Regions from separate parts of the Mus musculus genome. Here region 1 is linked to region 2. The links are chromatin contacts, called in public HiChIP or PLAC-seq maps. All regions are on one chromosome and are shown on one strand. Each heading gives the region's core, a stretch centred on a gene start, on an enhancer-like site or on the middle of the called end of the contact. The rest is flanking DNA. Distances are from core to core; before and after follow the strand shown.

Region 1 (6,059 bases), core at 3,307-5,806, 510 kb after region 2:
AATAGAATTGTACTGGAGCCTCCTTTGAGTCCATTCTTATTTTATTAATGAGACTAAGAACCCCAAGAAGGGGCCCTGGTGGCCCTTTCTGTAATAATTCTATGCATTTATCTTTAACATGCTATTACATTTCATGTAATGAGATTCCAACCCCTGTCCTTCATGTACCAAGCGAGTTGCAGACACTATTTATGTTACTCTCGTAACACGCTGCTAAGCCTCAGATAATTTTCATGAATCACATTGACAACAGAATTCAGCAAGATTGGATGAAACTCTGACTTGGCCTTCCTAACCCTGACCTAATATACTGCTTATAAAACCACAAAGCCCCCACCCATGATAGTTATATGATGCATTTTATACTACATTAATACAATTGACACTTTTATGATATGTGGCAGTAACTATTATTTTAGCAAAGCATATATTAGAGAAAGTATTAAAAATCAAAGTGAGGAAAAAAATTCTGAGTAGCTCCATAATAATGAGGAAATTAAACCAAAAATATTGTGTTTCATGATAATTCTATTTAATGTTAAACACTGGACATGGTGTAGAACAGGCAGACACACCTGCATCAAACATCCCAGAGGGAGAAGCAGACAGCAGAGAAGGGGTCAGAGCAGGTGTGTGTGCACAGCTGTGATGCCTTACGTGTAATCTGAGTGCAGGCTGTGTGTGCACAGCTGTAGCACTTTTTGTTTAACATGGGTGCAGGTTATGTGTGCACAGCTATGCACTTTGTTTAACGTGAGTATACACTGAAAAGGGTTCATATGTAGGGCTGGTGGGAGGGCTCCGCATGTAAAGGTGCTTGCCACCAAGCTTGTGTTGTGCCTTAAGTGAGAAATGGCCATAGGTGCAGGTATTTGAACACAGCTTCGCCCTGCATTTTTGTCTGTCTGTGTTTCCTGTGTGCAGATGGAATGAGCTGTCCAGCTCCTGTTGCTACACCTTCTCCACCATGATGAGCGCTATCCTTCTGGAACCAGAAGCCAAGATAAACCGTTTCATCTCTAACCTGCTTTTTATCTGGGACTTGTATCATACAAGCTACAAACACACAGTGGGGGAAAAGCACTGACTCCTGAAAGTTGATCCCTGACCTCCACACACACCGTGACAAGTGTGCCTACACCATCACAGCAACCAGCAAACACACACACACACACACACACACACACCGTGACAAGTGTGCCTACACCATCACAGCAACCAGCAAACACACACACACACACACCCCGTGACAAGTGTGCCTACACCATCAGAGCAACCAGCAAACACACACACTCACGGTGACAAGTGTGCCTATTTGGTTATCTCCATTATCTAGATCCTCAGGCTCAAATTAGTTACTTGTTCCTCATTTAAGTTCTTTGGTATGAACTGCATAGATTACAATGGGATTAAATTTTCACTTTTTGTTTGATTTGTAGACAGGGTCTCACTGCATATCCCTGACTGACCTGGAACTCACTATATAGACCAGGTTAGCCCTGAACTCACAGAGATCCTCCTGCCTCTGCCTCGTAAATGCTGGGATTAAGGACATGTGATACCACACCTGGCATGAGAGTAGTTTTTCATAACCGTTCTTGGATAAATTCTCAATTTTCTAGAAGATATTTAATGAGTATTTTCACATGAAATTCGTTTCTACCTGGTACTCACAATTTACACACTGATAATGTCATTAGCAAATATTTATAAAAGTAAATATAACATTAGTAGCTGCCTCCTGAGGGCTAAGTAAGTCACTCTGGGCAGGGCAGGGGGCATCAGGAAAAGTGTAGCTTGTATTTCCTCAATATTGATTAGTATTATTTTGTGAAGTTAACCGTGAGACACTGGTTTTCTTTAATATCTATAAGAAAGCTTTGTGCCAGATGTTTCTACAAGTAAAATAGATAAACTAAATTAAATTTGTCTTTATTAAGGATTTTCTAGAAAGCACTCATACTGTAAGCAGTGTCTCCTGTTGTTCACCTGGGATGGTTTCTTATTAATTATTGTTTATAGTCTTGTGATAAGAAGAGATGAAGCTTTTAAAAAATACATTTAATTGGTTTTGTACCACCCAGAATTCTGGACATCCTTAGGTTTTTATTAGACAAGTACTGAGCGTGTGAACACTAACCACGTGAGTGTATGGTGACAGCCTCTCCTCTCATAAAGGAGCCTGTGGTTATATGAGGCACCTCTTGCTGGCAGTGAGTCTACACAGGCTCCTCAGAAAAGTCCTTCCAAGCTCTGCCTCGGGCAGGAGCTGAACTGTCTCAGATTTTATCGTATTGTTAATGGACCTTCGGAGGTCTTTTTCTTTCTCTATCTCCGCAATATTAGTTGCATAGAACATGAAATGCATTTCCCATAGAAGGTGGGGTCTGTGGCAGTGAAGTAGTTAATTTATAGGCCTGTCAAGACACTTGAACCTACATTGTCTAAAAAAATAACACAGACCTTGCTGCTTAATGAGGGCTATACTTCAGATGTCCGCCGTTCTGCAAAATGTTCCACCGCAAAGGAATTTCCCACTGCAGTTTAATCTAAAGATGGCTAACCTCTGTCTATCTGCAGGGAGGGTTCAATGAAACAGCAATGTAGTCTGATTGCTGTGGGCCAGACACTCCCAGGCATCGAAGATGAAGATTCCTGAGCCACACAGTTCCCACTTTGATTAAGTACTCACTGTAGCTAGAAACAAGTACAAACACGTAAACAGGGGCGCAAGAAAGTTCCGTCCAGGGACCAGCACTGTGAAGAAAAGGCGAGGCAGCATGTGAACAATGTCAAGAGCGCTAGACTTGCAGTTCTCACAAGGGTCGGGTCGGTCAGCCTGAGATCCGGGACCACATTCTCACAGTGTCTCCCTGTGTCTCACCTTCCTGTCTGCTCGGGAAGGCTGGGGTATAAGGAGTCCGTACAGAGTTGAACTTGGGCTGAATGAGGCCTTCCTCTTATTTGAAGGAAAAAAAAAAAAATGGCTGTCGGTTTTTCTATCGATCCTAGAGCTTGGGCAGTGAGATGCTGTGAGCTAAGTAAAGATATGCTAAAGGCTCCTGAGAGCTGAAGTGTTAATGTGTTTGATGGATTAGCTCTTTGTTGATTAGAATGGCCTGTGTTTGGGCCCAGGGTTGAAGAGTGAGGGGTTTGGGGCAAAGTGGACCTGGAGCGCCCCAGGATTGGGGTAGAGTGGACGTGGAGCGCCCCGGGATTCAGTCACGTGTATCTCCGTACAGTGTCATGGTTTCCTTTTTCTTTATGGCTGCAGAAAACCCATTGCATTATACATCACATTTTCTTCATCCATTTATCTACTGATGGATACCTGGACTGGTTCTGTATCTGCGGCTGCAGGCCTTACTTTAGGGCTCTTATAGGGCAGAATTACCCAGTGATTGTCTGTGCCTTATTTCACTTATCGTGTCCTCAGAATTTATCTACATTATAGAAATATGTTAGAAATTGTCCTTTTTCCTTAATGGAGAACGATTTTCTGTTTTGTGTCTCCATTTTTTCTGGTAGTAAACTTTTGGGACATTTCTAGGTTTTTTTCTTTTTGTATTTTTTGTTTGTTTGTTTTGTTTTTTAATTAATAATGATGCTGTGAATGTAGGCATATAAGTTTTTCTTCATTTCTACTGCGATTTTTTTTGGGTTGTTGTTGTTGTTGTTGTTGTCAAGACAGAGTTTCTCTGTGTAGTAGCACTGGCTGTCCTGAAACTCACACTGTAGAACAGGCTGGTCTCAAACTCAGAAATCCACCTCCGCCTCCTGAGTGCTGGGACTAAAGGCAGGTGCCACCACCACTCAGATAAGTTTGTGCTTTGAATTCTCCTGTGTAAACACTTTGGTAAGTTTGTTGGATCAAAGGGTGATTCTATTTTTTAGTTTATATTTCTGAAGAGCTGCATGTTTCCCCCAATGATCGAACCACTTCTGAACCTACCACAGTCCACACGAGTTCAAATTCTCCATCTTTGCCAACGTTTGTTGTTTAAAAGAACAAAACAGGGGGCTGGTGAGATGGCTCAGTGGGTAAGAGCACCTGACTGCTCTTCCGAAGGTCCAGAGTTCAAATCCCAGCAACCACATGGTGGCTCACAACCATCCGTAATGAGATCTGACACCCTCTTCTGGTTTGTCTGAAGACAGCTACAGTGTACTTACATATAATAATAAATAAATAAATAAATAAATAAATAAATAAATAAAACAATTTATTTAAAAAAAAAGGAACAAAACAAGGCAAAAGCCTAAATAAAAACAGTCCAGTGAGAAGCAGCTGAAAAATAACCAACAGCACAACCACAACTCAAAACAAGACAGTGCTAGACCCAACTTGACACAAGCCTGAGTCCCCTGGGAAGTGGGAACCTCGGTATGATGGGGCTATCGGCACATTGTGCGGCATTCATTTGATCTCTGATTGATGTGGGAGGGGCCATTCCACTGTGGGCGGGGCCATCCATGGGCAGGTAGTCCTGGGCTATGTAGGAAAGGTAGCTGAGCAAGCCAGGGGAATAAGCCAGTGAGCAGGACTCATCCACCGGCTCTGCTTCAGTCCCAGCCTTGAATGTTTGCTTAGCAGAAACTCTCCCGCAGCAATGAGTCATGAGCTATAAGCAAATACACTTTTTCTACCCGAAGTTGGTTTTAGTAAGTGCTTTATCACAGCAACAAAAGCAAACACACAAAAGAATAGCCTACTGCAAAACATTATTTTTCATATTATTGGCTTAAACTCTTTTTCAGTTAGGGTCAAATATCAAGCATAAGACTTCTGTACATAATCATATTAAGAAGTATGCACAGGTATTTGGAAATTCTATAAAGGATTAATTCAGAGAAAGCACATTTATCATAAGCTGTCATTGGAAGATGGCATACCCTTTCCTGCGCCACCAGATTAAAAGCACATCAATCATTCACAGCAAGCCTCTGGGTGAGTTTTAGACTCCAGGATATTCCCTTTTACTAAGAAGCCACTGCTTTAAAAAAAAAAATTAGTAGTTCACTATAAGGCACCAAACCATTTTGTCTAAGCCTAAGCCATATGCCTAATGTAGGAGAATCCAGACTGAGAGGCTGGAGAGATGGTTCAGTGGTCAAGAACACTTGCAGCGAGCTCTTCCAGAGGACCAAGACACATGCAGATAAGCACATAAATAAAACTTAAAAGTAATAATATTAAATATTGGAACATACCTACTTAAGGAAAGAATATATGTAACATCCAAAATAAATTCAAGACTACCCAGTACCTTCCCTCTTCAAAAGGCGTTTCCAAACTGTACTAGCAGGCCAAGTACAGAGCCAGGTAAAGAAGCTGACTAACTAAACAAATATAGAAACATAGATTTAACGGTCAAAATGACTAACTTTACAGCTGCCAGAACAAGAGTAACAATTCCCCTGCCCTGCCTCACACTAAAAACCACAAGGACAGACAAAATGAGGGTCACCCTATACAAATCAACCAATGTCTAAGAAGGTTATTGGCTATACCAATTAAAATAAGCCAAACTACCCTAGTGCCTATATCTGGCCCTTACAAAGGTATAAAAAGTGTGTTCTTTCTTTGTTCTGGGTCTCTCCTCCAGCCTGCGTGCTGAGAGGGGGTTCCCCAACATGTTGGATAAGTAAGATCCTCATGCATTTTGCAACAATGGCGATCTCTGTGGTCTTTGTGAGTGAGGGTCTTTTGATAAGCTACAACACATACCGATTATATTTTATAACCACATTGCATTTTTGAAATCATACTACCCTGGTTGTGTATTGATTATTTGCTTAAAACAACAATTGTTTTAATGCCTGTGGTTCTGAGATTAACGTTCTGGCAAATTATGCTAAAACTCTATTATATCAGTTGGAGTCATTTATATGGTGCAGAGAGCTGAGAGCTACTGTATGCGAAGCTGGGTGTGAGGGGCCAAGATGGCTATCCATATCTGGAGCCAGGGGACTCCTCTCTCATGATTTCTGCACTATATAATACAAACTCGCATTGAACTCACAGTAATCCTTCTGCCTCAGCTTCTTAAGTGCTGGTA
Region 2 (6,097 bases), core at 2,945-5,444:
CTCAGCAGCTGCAGACCAGTCCTCTAGGCAGGCAGACACCAGGCAGGAACCAACAGCTGTAGTTCAATCCTGAAGTTTTTCCAAGCAGCCTGAGGTGAGGCTGCCGAAGGGGCAAGCTGCCACAGGAACATCAGGAGCAGTTCTTGGGTGAATTTCTCTCAATAGCTAGGTTACCACAAGTTTAGCTCAACAAAGCTATGTAAGTAAACCAATATATGCTTGTCGTTAGGAAAGAAGAGGAAGCAAGCCAATGCAACGCTCAGTGCTCATCTCCCACTGTCTGAGGGGTCATATTTATACTCCTTCATCCCGGCTCCTGTCATGTGTCTGCTCCAGAAAACACCTTCTTACCTGTGTCTGCTTCAGGAAAACGTTCTTTCACATGTCTGCTTTAGCAAGACATCCCTTCAACTGTGTGCCCCAGCAAAACATCATTTGACGTAACTTTCTAAAGAAACTAGAAGTTTCCACTTCAGCACTGAAATATAAGTTTTATTCTAAAATTTGAAGATCTTCAAAATTGAAGTAAAGAAATGTTTCTAAATTATAACACCAATTTTATTGTTAAATTTAGTATTTGTAGACATTCTCAATACACTTGTAAATAATCTATATGGTTAGTGTGACTTCATGAGAATTCATAGGTGTATTGACCATAATCAGTATCATTATTTTTAATGTTCAAATATTTTACGATAAAAATAATACTTAGCGTGAGTGTGCTTGGCTCTCTGGAATGGAACGTGGAGGGGCCCTCTCAAGGTCATTCTATGACCTTGTCAGGGCTCACTTCATTTTAGTCCTCATTTTAGTCCTTCATTTTAGTCCTAGCACGATGCCCGATTCTCTGCGCACCGGCAGGCATCTTGAATGGGGCAGAGGAAACATCTGTGCTGTCCTCTTCCTGGGTTCCATGTGTCCTTCCATCTCTGTTTTCTGACTTGGTGTTTCCTACAGGAGGCAGGGAGCAGAAAACACTGGTTATGCAAATCCCTCAGACCAGAGCCCTCAGCTGAAACCCTTTATTCTGCACCTGTGGCTCCTCTCTGACCTAGCTGGGTTCTGAGGGTAGGGCTTGTGCTGCTTCCTGGTGCACTTAGGCACGCACTTTCCCTTGTCCTTCAGCATTGGAAGCTTCCTGCATCCCTTGACCCACAGCCTCCTTCCTTCATCCTCAAGGCCATCAATGTCTGGCTCAGTGTAGCTCACCTGCCTCTGCCTCCTCCTTCCACTTGTAAGGACCTATGTGGTTATCTGAGGCCTGCCCCTACAATGTGGGATTGGCTCCCCACTTCACGGTATTTACTGCAATCGCTTCTGTAGCTGTCCCTTTGCTGGGAAAGTCCCAAGGATCCGTGTGTGCACCTGCAGAGTGGAGAAGGGATATGATTCTGCCCACCACGGACACGCTTAGCAAATTCCAGGTGACTATTCCTCAGGACACCTAAGCAACGGCCAAGTGCACTCTGTGAGCGAGAGACACGCAGAGGCACATCTGTCCACTCATCTCATGGCTCCCCAAGACCTCTCTGATGTACACACACCCTCCCTCTCGCTGGCTGCCTCTCCCCCACTGATTCTCCTTTTTCTCTTGAACCTAATGATAAGGAAGCTATTTGATTCACTGGCTGTTTTTTTTTCCCTGTGGAATAAATCTTCGGTGTGAGGGAGCAGGGTATGTGGGGTTCTGGCTATGCCAGAGGAAGAGGGAGGGTCAGGGTTGGTCTCTGTCTCCTCGCACACGTTTCTTTCCCATCATTACCTCTCTGTTTACACTACCATACTTTGATTCAGATTTTTTTTAAAGAAAATGGCTTCATTCAAGCAACCCTTTCCAGACTTTGACACTGAGCGCGCTCTCTCGCTCTCTCTTGCTCTCTCTCCCTCTCTGACGTGTGCCCAGTCTCCTGCCCAGGTTTCCTTGTTTCTCTTAGTTGCTGGTTTTGAAGTCAGCTGTGTGACAGTTACCAGTCAAATCTGCCACTCTGTAGCTCTCATATGGATACATCTCTGTATCCCCTCTGCCTCAGTTGCTTTATATATAAGACACAAACAGAGAAGGCCGCTCCACTCTGGGAACCAGAATTGCCCTCCAGTTTTTGCTCACACATACTTAGTTCTAAAACTCACCAGGGCCACCCTACACAAACCATAGGATGAAGGCTAAGTGCAACAGTATGCAAGGATCTCAGAATTAGGACCTGTCTCCTGCCCTCCTCCCCCCTCCAGGCCATCCCCTAGGGCTTGCAGCATGTGCAGCCCTCCAACCACGTCTGCCTGGAAGACTCCAGGTGTGCTGAAGAGAGGAGATGACTATGCATGATCAGGAATTTTATCACTTTACTGAGCTTTTAAAATGGGTAGAGATGGGTCAGACAGATGTCAAACAATATCAGACTGATGCTCTCGAATTTCCAGGGAGAATCATCTTACCTTGGGAAAGAACAAAAGTATGCACTGAATGTATTTAATTTTTTTTGATTAGAATGTATATTTCTGTTTAGAGTGTAGTTAAGCAGAGATCATGGGGCCCAAAGGATACTTTAAGCATCATTAAACATGATCTTCCCTAAGTGACGTCGATGGGAGAACGCAGGTTAGGGGAGTTCCTGCTTGGTCTGTGGCCCTTGAGAGTGTGTGAAGAACTGGAAAGTCAGCTTCTGCCTGGGTATTACCACCTGTGGGAGTGGGGTGAGGACCACGAAGACCTGCCATCTTATCTCTGGGCAAGGCTTGGCACTGCTAAAGCTGCCTGATCCCACTCACTTGATGCCTAAGTACCCGCTGCCCAACAGAAGCATCTAAATCGAGCCAAAAGGGCAACTGCCAGAACATCCTCCCAAACCGCTTCCATCCACAAGACCACATGGCCATGAAAGCCCTCTGCAGAGGGTGTGAGCCAGGGGCAGGGGTGTGGTTAACAACGCAGGCTCATCCTTTGTCCCCATGCACTTTGCATGGGCTTCTTACTTCAAGAGTTGTGTTGAGGGCCTCTTGTGACAGTGATTCTCACCAGCGCCATTCAGAGAAACCACACCCCTTCCCACCTCCAGGCCACTGTTCATCAAGTCCAGGAGCCAAGCCACAACCCCCTCCTCACTCCTGTCCTCCGTCCCATCCTCTCCTCACACACAGGTGGCTCCTGCCCATTGCCAGTGCTCAGATCGCATCTGAGAAGCCACCACACCCAACACACACGGCAGGGAAAGGCCATTGATAGTGTCATATGCCAGCCTTAAGTGCACTATTGGGGTGGGCAAATGCAACAAACTTTCCAGCAGACTTTTGTCAAGATTCTTACTTGGCTCAGTGCGGGTACTGCTCACCGTGGACGTCAAATGAGTTGTTAGACATCTGAATGAGAAGAAGCCAGGCCAATGGCTGGGCTTTAAATTCTAGTCCTGCATGCTAGTGGGTTTTCTTGCTGCTGCTGCTGCTGCTGCTGGTGGTTTGGTTTGGTTTGGTTTTTCAGTCTTAAGATACTGAATATAGCAATACTTTTTTATCAAAATGCACAAGCCATTTTCTTATGTTCTTTTTTTCAAATTTATTATTGCATGTGTGTGTGATGTAAGGGGATGGGGCCATTGAGCACGTGGGAGGTCGGAGGGCAGCTGTGCGGACCTGGTCCTCCCCTTCCACCTCTATGTGGGGTCTGAGGGGTCTTCAAGCTTATGGGCAAGCACTCTCCGTTCTGCGTCGTCTTGGCAGCCCCCACGGACCGTATCCAGTTTCATTCCCACACTCACTGGCTTCTGAGCTAACCAGAGTGACTGGCTGTGATACACTCATAAAAATCCCTGTCTCTTGTGCCTGTTTCTTCATATATAACATGAGAGCAACCTTATTTTCTCGTCACAGCCTCATGCTTGCTTTATAGGTGATAAAACTGAGGCCCAGTTAATTAATCGAAGAAAGCAACTACACTAAACTACAGAGTCAGTGGGTGTGGGGAAAGTGGACATCCCGCTGATGGCCCATCTTGCACAAGCCCTGTGCAGACAGCATGAGAGATGTGCAGTTACCAGTGTGAGGGACTGAGCTCAGGGTGCCTCCGGCCTTTGCTTTGCCAGCCTCACCCTGAGCCCCCACCCTCTTGCCCTCCTTACTGAGCAGCCTAACACTCGGGGACCTGTCTGTGTGCTCTGTCGGAAAGCTGGAAGCCTGGAAAGTCATCCGTGACTCATTTCCTGCCTCTGCATACCTTAGCAGAGCCCCGCATGGTGTGCTTCCTCTCTGCTGTTTTTCACACCACCACACCATGTGCTAACATAAGACTATTAAATGATTCAGTCTGACTGCAACCGCTTGCCACCCATTGCGGGTAACAGGAAGCATTTGGCTTGGAGAACTGTAGGAGACATGCAGCCTGGCTCTAGAAGCCAACTCTTACTAATCAAAAGAGCAAAAAGACAGCCAGAGCAAGCAGGGAAGCCAGGGAACACTACAGACAAAGAAGATGGTTGTTCTATGGTAGGAAAAGCTCATGAACATCAATGAAGATAAGCTAGCTTATCAATATGCAAGAGAAAAAAACATATAAAGAAGCCATTGATAAAGTAACAACTAATAAAATAGTGAGATTCCTATGGCCTAATTAGTAGTTGATTATACATACTAAAATAATAATAACACTCAGAACGGCCAAGTTAGTGCAGGATTGACTGTCGCTGTACACGTGAAAGGCCTTGTGATGATGGCGTGGCGTCTTCTGGTAAACCTGACTGGACTGCGCTTCTCAAGAGCCTTGGCTCACAGGCTCCGTGGGTTTCATAGGAATCCACCTGAGGAAAATGAACAGAAATTTGGTCCAATACTCATAAACTGGGGAGGTCAAATCAGCATTATTTATAATAGGAGAGCTGTGAACTTGATAAGTAACAGAAAATCTACATGGAATGTCACATAGCTTTAGGAGGCAGCATAATGATGCACGAGGTATGTGAAACCCCGGGGAAATGTCAAGGCACAGTCCACCAAAAATGATGGGGGAAGACAGTCCTGCTTCGTACAGTAGCAATGGGGAAATGCCTGGGCCTTTTCTACCTGAGAGGGCAGCCAAGGCAGGAAGGGCCTGGGGCTGAGGACAGAGTGCTGGCTGCTGTCACTCACCAACCGTGTGTCTGTAGCAGGCTCACTGGACTGGCCAGATCTCCCAGTGACCCCACATTCACTCACCTTTGCAGAGATGAGAGATACTGAGGAAAAGACTCTAAGAAGCATTGTCTGTGGCCAGAGTGTGGCACTCGAGAGAAGGGGGAAGCTTTTGGTGTGGCCAGAGCGTGGCACTCGAGAGGGGGAGCTGGTGGTGTGAGGGCTGATGCACTAAGAGCCTTACAAGCTTACCCGCAGTAGATTTATAAAATGGTATTTAATGGGTTCCTAATCTCTTTCCTTTCCACAGACAGGATGCTCTATCCCCCTCAACATCAGTGTCATAAACACAGTCCCAATCACCTAATTTACAGATGTCTCCTTACTAACATCTCCAGAGATGGCTAGAGAGTCACCCAGGCTCTTTAGGCACTACTGTCTTTAGTAAAAGGTGCTTAACTGCCCTGAAGCCGTACTATCCATCCTACCAATGAGGACAGTAACCCAAATCCCAAAGGGGCCAGGAGGGGCCATGGGACGATCAGATGGATTGATGCTGGTAAAGGATTCAGCTAGCACAACACCAGATGAAGAGCAATCAGTCAGCAGAAGGATCTGTTCGTCCTCTGCCCCTTACAGCCTTCCCAATCCCAATGCCAGAATGAGGTCTCTTCTCTCCCCGGCGTGCCCAACACAGGCCAGTGAGTGAGGCTGAGGCATTCAGGGTTGAGGGCTCTTAGCTAGCACAGCAGGCCCAGATCAGATGCAGTAATGGTGCACAGTTGTCACAGATAACCAGCCTGCTCTTGGCTACCCAAACCACCATGATTCTTACCTTGGTTCAAGTTTCAGGTATAAAGTTCAAAGTACTTTGAGAATGAGCCTGGCTTCTGAGACACACCAGAACGAGGTCGGGATGCTCTTTTGAGGGAAGTAAGATAGCACAAGGTGGGTGGACCAGGGAGAGGGAAACATGGGGCATGGACCCCAAGGGTGTGGGGAT

The links. HiChIP or PLAC-seq counts read pairs in DNA pulled down with a chosen protein or histone mark.
Region 1: a contact with region 2 is called in a FOXA1 HiChIP or PLAC-seq map of pancreatic cancer cells. The contact joins two enhancer-like sites. A contact is called at or near these places in 1 of 39 promoter capture datasets (the 3T3-L1 cell line), 1 of 484 Hi-C or Micro-C datasets (embryonic stem cells), 1 of 115 datasets of contacts at active chromatin or transcription factors (pancreatic cancer cells) and 1 of 9 other capture datasets (embryonic stem cells).

The regions. Positions count from the first base shown.
Region 1 is chr19:58,612,270-58,618,328 of GRCm38.p6, forward strand. All of the region lies in intron 1 of 1810007D17Rik (RIKEN cDNA 1810007D17 gene), which reads left to right. Among named protein-coding and RNA genes, the nearest start is that of 1810007D17Rik, 9.0 kb to the left of the region's middle. Within about 2 kb of position 4,557, at least 15 of the 459 cell types and tissues checked have an H3K27ac peak or open chromatin away from gene starts, as enhancers often do. A contact at or near this core is called in pancreatic cancer cells, where this site is marked.
Region 2 is chr19:58,100,562-58,106,658 of GRCm38.p6, forward strand. All of the region lies in intron 28 of Atrnl1 (attractin like 1), which reads left to right. Among named protein-coding and RNA genes, the nearest start is that of Gm50287, 3.7 kb to the left of the region's middle. Within about 2 kb of position 4,195, at least 125 of the 459 cell types and tissues checked have an H3K27ac peak or open chromatin away from gene starts, as enhancers often do. A contact at or near this core is called in pancreatic cancer cells, where this site is marked.